Linked DNA regions of Columba livia: region 1 is linked to region 2. A link is a contact called in public Hi-C data. All regions are on one chromosome and are shown on one strand. Each heading gives the region's core, a stretch centred on a gene start, on an enhancer-like site or on the middle of the called end of the contact. The rest is flanking DNA. Distances are from core to core; before and after follow the strand shown.

Region 1 (3,313 bases), core at 646-3,145, 45 kb after region 2:
CTATAGTAGTTCTACGACAGAACTACTTTATAGATTTGGTAATTCAACAGTAACAGTGCCACTCTCATTAAATACTGGGTAGTTCCTTATCAACAAAGATGCTGGGTAGAAAGACAACTTATTTTAGGATGCATTCCAATGAACTGTTTTCTACTCACGTGAATAACTCTCTCGCATCTACTTTGTTTTCTGGAACTTTGATAATTCTTCTGTTTTGAAATACATACGACTTTTATTTTTCTTGCTGTATTAACAGGGGCTTCGGTCAACGGTTTTCTAAAGGTTGCGTGATCTTTTTTCTTTTCCTTTCTTTCTTTCTTGCAATCCCTTCTGCAGTTGTAGCTCTATTTTTACCACAAGTGTGCGTTGCCAGATTTATATCCACATGTCTAACCTTCTGTGCTGGAAGAACTTCGTAGTCAGTCGTTCATGTAAATAATAGGCTAATAGCGGGTCTGTTGAAATTATTTTTAGGGGAAAATTGGGCTTTCTCCAAAAACTGCTGTTGGCGGGATTGATTCCTTAATGATAAATGTAGTTATTTGCTGAATTTTCAGGTAATACACTTTGTCTTTTTATTTTTTTCCCCTCTTTGGATAGAGTAGTATCTGTTTTGATTCAATTTCCACTAAGTAGTAATTTGTCCTGTCATTTTTCATTTTAAGGGGTTAGAAGTGATCTATTATGACATTTCTCCCTACACAGAGAGTCAGTGAAGACAACTGAATCTCTTGCATCATATTTTTGTGGTTTAAAAGGCTCGTTAAATATTTTGCCATTTCTGTGAATTTCAATTTGAACCAGATTCCAAGTAGTAGTGAAAGAAAATGAAAATTACTCTTTACTCCTCCCCGCCCCCTTCTTTTTAATAATCAAGGAATTCAGGAGTAGGAAAGCCCTGTTGGTTATCACATCCTTTCCTCAGCAAGAGTGGATTCCCTTTTTGCTGCTCTTTATTTGTTAATGGAAATTCTGAAAAGATGCCATTCTTCTAAGAATTTTGCGTGGGTTTTTCTCCACTTGAACTTTTGAATCGTGTCCTGAATTTATTTGCAGCTTGTTTCAAATTCCAATTCTTGATATATTTGAGGTTGTGGTTTTTTGGTTTTGATTTGGTTTGGTTTGGTTTTTTAAGACTTCTAAATGAGCTTAATCTAGCATGAAATATTACTGGTTCTGGAAGTCAGCGCTTGTTTCCATTGTGTGACACTGATAGGGCCAGTGGTGAGTCATTGAGTAAAGAGCTCCAGAATGTCCCAATGAAGAAAACCAAATGCATTAAAAATTTTGGAGGCCCACCAACTCTGTAATGCTTATGATCTGAAATACGCTTTGCGTTAGAACTTGTTCTACCTGTATTAGTTATGCATAGTACTAGGCAGAAGCAGGATGCTTTCTAGCATGGAAGTCGTGCCTAAAATAGCAAAAAAAAGAGGACTTGGATTCAAAGGACGTGGACTGAAACAGATTGTGAGTGGAATTTTGCATGAAGCTTGAGAGGGTTCTTCTATCTCAGGAAAATGAAAGAGCTTGATGTAAAGTAGTCCTCCAAAGGAGCATGCACTGATTTTGGCCAGTTTCCCACCCTGAGAAGCAGCTGCAGTCTGCGAATTCACCTCTGCTGGCTCACTCCAGCTGGGGATGGCGAGATGTGTTAGCACACACCACTCTTTGGTCTCGCCAAGGCCTGGGAATCTGAAATTGCTAATTGACCCCAGGCTGGGAACCGTAGCTGGCTGCAAACCGTACGCGAGTCCTGCTCTAGCTGTGTGCCTGCGGCGGCAGCGGGGGGATTTGTTGCAGCAGTGCTGGTAACAGGGGAGGCCCCCACGGTTCCTCCCCCCCGCCTGGAGCAGCCTTCTTAACGAACTCCGCAGCGTGACGGGGCTGGCGTCCCACCGTGAGCGGGGCACAGGGAGCCACAAGCTGGACTCGCTCGTGACATACAGTGTTAGAAGGGTTAGACCAGGTGCTCTTGCTGATTGACCAGCGAGCGTCTGAAATGCAATTGCGTATCTCCACATGAGCTGGCTCAAACCCTGCTGCTGGCTAGTCAGCAGTGCACAAATCTGGGTTTAATAAATATGGAGCCATAAATTTAGGCAGAAGCAGGAACTGACAGCTAATGATTCTGACTTTTAGTGCCCTCTCAGCTGTTCGTGCAGCCGTTTGTGAAGCCATGCTGTAAATCAGATCACTCAATCCACATTTTAAACATTCTATCTCAAATAATGATTTTTATCCAAAATATTCCATTGATTAAGTTCACGCATTGGTCCCACGAACTGTTCCATTGGCACAGCTGCAGCATTGGTAGACTTTGGCACAGATGATGTGGAAAGAAGGAAGGCAAGCTGCTGGATAGTTATTTTGTCAGTGGGGCAATGTTGCTGCATCATTCAAACCTTATCTGAACCACAGACCCTCCATCAATTTCACTTTCTGATCTCTCGTGCTCAGCCCTTCTCAAACTTCCCGTAGTCAGACTTAGATAGTTGTTAATGTCTGATCTGTGCCATACTAGATCACCTAATGGTAATACATTGATAAAGGTCAAATATGAGCATGTAATTGCATTCCTGTCAAGATTAGCCAGCTATGAGTTATGGTATTGAGACCAAGCTTTATCTTGGCTTTATAACGGCAGCAGGAAGATGATACTTACTCTAAAATAAAATCATCAGGAGTAAAACCACTCTCTACTCCTTGTTTTGTGAGGGGTTTGCTTTGTAAGGTTGGGGTTTTTTAAATAACTTTGTACTCATGGGTTGAATTTGTACAAAGAATTTTGTGCCACGTCACCATCCAAAAACTAAATTAATTGTGTCATGAAATGGCCGTTGTATACTGGTGAGAATATGCCTTCAGCTTCCCTTGTAGGTTATTTTTTAATACATAGCCCCTGTTGAGTCCACGTGCAAAGGGAAGCTGATTCTTTGTTAAAAGGCAACGTGCAATATTTAAAATTCTTACTGTCTCTGACCACGAAAGGTCCCTGTTTATTCCAGCTGCCGTAACTGGAAAAAACACACGGGCTCTGAGGCAGAAAAACATCGCTTAAATCCTTTCTCTCTCATGACTATACATACTACTTTATTCTTTTCTAATCCTCATGGATATAATTGAGAATAATCCCATGCACGTCTATACCCAAACAAAAAGGTTTGGGCATTTTCTTACCATAAGAAGTGTACTTTCAATTGAAAAAGCAGATTTTCACCTTAATTGTCTTTCTCCTGCTGTATTTCTCTTTATAGTCTTAAAGAAAGATAAACTGTCTCTAAGTACAAGAAGCTGTTAGGCAAGGGAGAGT
Region 2 (3,751 bases), core at 1,155-3,654:
CCCTACAACCAGAAGGTGCGGCTGAATTAGACGTGTGTCGCTGTCAAGGCTTCAACAACGCGTAAGAAAGTAATTCCATTTTCCTCGTCTTTCAAAATATGGGTTAATTACTTAATCGTAAATGGATCAGGCACAGATGAGCTGAGGCTACAGAACACGTTACCAGACTCCTGAGGCGGCAGTAACCGCGGCGTTGCCGAGCAGCCGCCGAGCCGTGAGCTCTGAAGTCGCACGCGTCTCCTCTCAGAGGTGGCCCTGCTCCGCCCCGGCCACCTCGGCTGTTTACTGCGTCAGAAATAAGAGCAGAGCGCTCAGAAACGCGCTCAGCGCTGCTACAGCGCAGGAGGCCCATCCCAGCACCAGCGCCACCTGCTCCACCGCAGGACCAGCCCTCCCGGCCGGTCCGCACCGATTAAACTCAGGGACTTCCCTCTCCTTCCTTTCACTCCACTCATGAGCCTTTGTCTGATTAAGAACCTCTCTCTACTTTCGGATTTAACATCAAGTGCATAAGACGTTTATAAATATTATTAGCAGAACAAATATGATGTGTCGTCAAGTGGGAGCAAATCTGATGCCAAAATGTTCTGGGTTTAGTCACTTTTCAGCACTTAGTATTTTAAAAACGTGTTCTCTTTGTGGGTTAATGCATCATTGAGTACACATGACAGAAGAAATACTGCTCCAAAAATGCCAAACTTTTCCTGCATTTTCAGTTTAGACAAGAGCAACCACAGAGCTCCTCTTTCTCATTCCTGCTAATGTCCCACCATAGGGAACAGCTCCTCTTAGAAGCACACATTGTTGTCTCGGTCCGTTAAGCCGGTGGCTGCTCCACAACACGCCTGGCATTCCACACGTACATGATTTTAAAAGCTCATTTCCAGGAATGACAAGTGTAGATAAAGCATTCGCATGTTATTAATATACAGGCTTGGTTCCACCATAGTTATCTGGCTTCAGGAGTATGTCACCACCTGTGCATCATCCATTCAGCAGTGATTTAATCTCATTAACCCAGCTTCTCAGTAGTTGATCTTGTTACTGAACACCCGTGCATAAAAGAGTACTATTGATACACACGAGACCCCCAATTTGATCCAAGTCATATAACTAAATCCAAGGCAGAAGCATATTTTTTTAATCTTTTCGTTCTACTTGAGATAGCTGGGTTTCTTGTTTAATACAGAAATCCAAATCATATTAACTTAAAGAACCACTCTAGGAATATAATGGAATTTCTTGATAGTAGCCCACTGCGTGTTTGCATTGCAGACCGAGCACGTTGCACGCCGTGTCCTCCTCCTGCCTGGTTCCAGACCTACACGGTCACCGGTGCGAACTCTGCAGTGCTCAACACACTCAGTAAACTTCATGTTTCCACTGCACACACAGACATCTTAAGAAAAATTCAATCTGCAAGCAGGTGCGGTGAGGTAGGGGAAGGCAAAATAGTGCAAGATGCAGAAGCTGTGACAGAATGAATGGCTGAGTGGAGACGGTGAGGGAAGAACTGGTGGCACCTTAATACAACCACTGTGACAGATCCTTAAATAAAGCATTCCAGAAACAGTCAAACTGGCACGTAAGTCACTAGAAAAATTCCCATCACCTGGCCTGAGAGCTGGTTGAAGCATCAGGAAGTATTCGGGCTTGGAATGGAAAGCTGAGGAACTTTAGCTTGACCCACTTCCAGATCGCTGAATCAGCAGCCGCCCAGTCAAGCCGGCTGCCGGGACAGTCCGCGCTACCCCCATTACATGACGTGTTTTCATACACCCCATGCTCGTTGCCATGATTTTAAGTCACACTGTGCTCTCTAAAGTTAACAGGTTAACATGATTTAACATTTTTATGGCACAAAAAGGCCACCGTGTTTTTCGGGCTGGCAATAACATCAGCTGGCATCACACGTCCCGTTCACCCAGTTCTAGCAGAAACACAACTCAGCAGGGGAGAGGGTGAAACCAACAGGCACACAGGTTGTACCAGAGGCAGCTCAAACCGAGCAAGGGTGTCTCTCAAACGGTGGCATCGTGTCAAAACACAAGTAATAAAAAATAACCAGGTAATAACCATATTTTTAAAAGAAGGCTTAATTATAATTTAAGGCAGAAACACCAGACTTACAACACACCTCCCAGAACAATACGAAGCGCCAAGCAGCAAGTGACATTTGAGTTTGCCTGACAACATCCCCTCTCTTTGGAAAGGCCAGACTTCTCAAACCTGAAAACTTTTGTAATCAGTTCTGATGAAGCTTTTGTCATTAAACATTTCCCAGCCCCAGGACAGTATTGATGTTGAAGCCAGAACATTAAATATCTCCAGCAACATCCCTCCTGCTGCTCCCTTCGCCCCAGAGCAGCTCCAGCGCCCACGGGAGTCACGGAAATGGACCCCGGGCCCCTGCCCCACCGAGCCAGGAGTCGCTCTTCTCTTCCAAAAATAGCAGCACGGCAGGGCTTTTTTTCAGAATAAGGAACTGTTCTCACATAGAAGTCTCTGTCTTCCCGCCTCCCGTTACTTCATTGTGGCTGTCAACAGCACAGAAACACTATTAAAGCTTGAAAGGCAATCTAATCTGTACTCATCAAGTTTGCAGGGGTCACCATAAAACATGCATTTAATACGCCTTTACAATGGGCTAAAACCCAAGAAGCTGGCTGATAAGGCTCTGTGACCCGTACACGCTGCGTGCAAGGTTAACGGGTAAGAACTCGTGATAAGCAAACATTCTTTTCCTCGGCCGAGACCGCTGCAGGCTCACAAAACAACGAAGGGCTTCAGTACCGCAGTTCGTACCTTCCTCCAGCCCCCAGCCCTTTAAAGATTAAAACTGGAGGGAATTAAGTTAGCAGAAGAGGCTCAAGAAAATCAGAGTATGAATCCATAAACGCTTACAGAAGTGGAGAGATGGCAGTGTGTGCTTCTCAAAGAATGAGCTGATCAAAGGCATCTCAAACAACAAAATAAAGCAGCGTGATATCTTGTAGGTAGAAATCTAAGGAAACCACAAGAAAAGGCCACAACAAGGCAGAATGTGCAGAAGGAGGAACAGAAACACCTCACCTATGTAAGCCAACATACGATTATTTTTTTGCAACTCTGGGCAAAGTACAAACTAGAGAACAAGGTAAAAGAAACCACCTACACCAAATGGAAAAACAAGGGGCAATGACTTCAAAACCACCGATTTCGGAATTGAAGGCAGTGTTAGGACTAAAGGCAGCAATGTACCTGAAGTTAGCAAATTCTACCCAAATCTTCAGCGCATTTCTATAAAGTCTGAGATGGAAAGAGAGATGCACACTTCAAGAATGTCTTTTTCCTCTCAGTTAATTTAGATACCACTAGGTGGAACGGACTCAGCAACCGTACAATTATACAGATGATCGGATTGAAGTTTGAGGTTTTCTCAAAAAAGAAGGTTCCCGTGGCCGCGACATTAAGTGACAGAAGAGCACCGGGAGAGCCGGGCGGGCAGCAGGCAGCACCAGCCCCTCGGTCACCACGGCTGCTCCCTCGCCGCGGGCCCGGCGCCGAAAGCCCATCTCACGGGCCGACGCGCCGCAAGGAGCGCGCGGGGCTCGGTGACCGGCGGAGCGCGTCAGCACCGCCACGGTCTGCCTTGAACCATCCCCGCTCCGGTCTGGGGGAGTAATGGCACAGCTTCCCCTCTAGCCAGGAGAAAATATTACACAAACCAAGCTATTTGCCAAGAGAAGCTGTTTTAGGCAAGGAAACACCT

Evidence for each region. A called contact is a pair of places that touch in the nucleus more often than the background predicts.
Region 1: a contact with region 2 is called in a Hi-C map of liver, with 1.6 times the contacts expected there. The contact joins two enhancer-like sites. A contact is called at or near these places in 2 of 2 Hi-C or Micro-C datasets (crop and liver).

Annotation. Positions count from the first base shown.
Region 1 is chr15:17,496,031-17,499,343 of bColLiv1.pat.W.v2, forward strand. No RefSeq gene overlaps it. Among named protein-coding and RNA genes, the nearest start is that of CYTH3, 4.2 kb to the left of the region's middle. Within about 2 kb of position 1,896, at least 1 of the 3 cell types and tissues checked has an H3K27ac peak away from gene starts, as active enhancers do.
Region 2 is chr15:17,450,102-17,453,852 of bColLiv1.pat.W.v2, forward strand. CYTH3 (cytohesin 3) reads right to left here. Exons shown (of 13, transcript XM_065031644.1): 10 at 1-2. Among named protein-coding and RNA genes, the nearest start is that of USP42, 25 kb to the left of the region's middle. Within about 2 kb of position 2,405, at least 1 of the 3 cell types and tissues checked has an H3K27ac peak away from gene starts, as active enhancers do.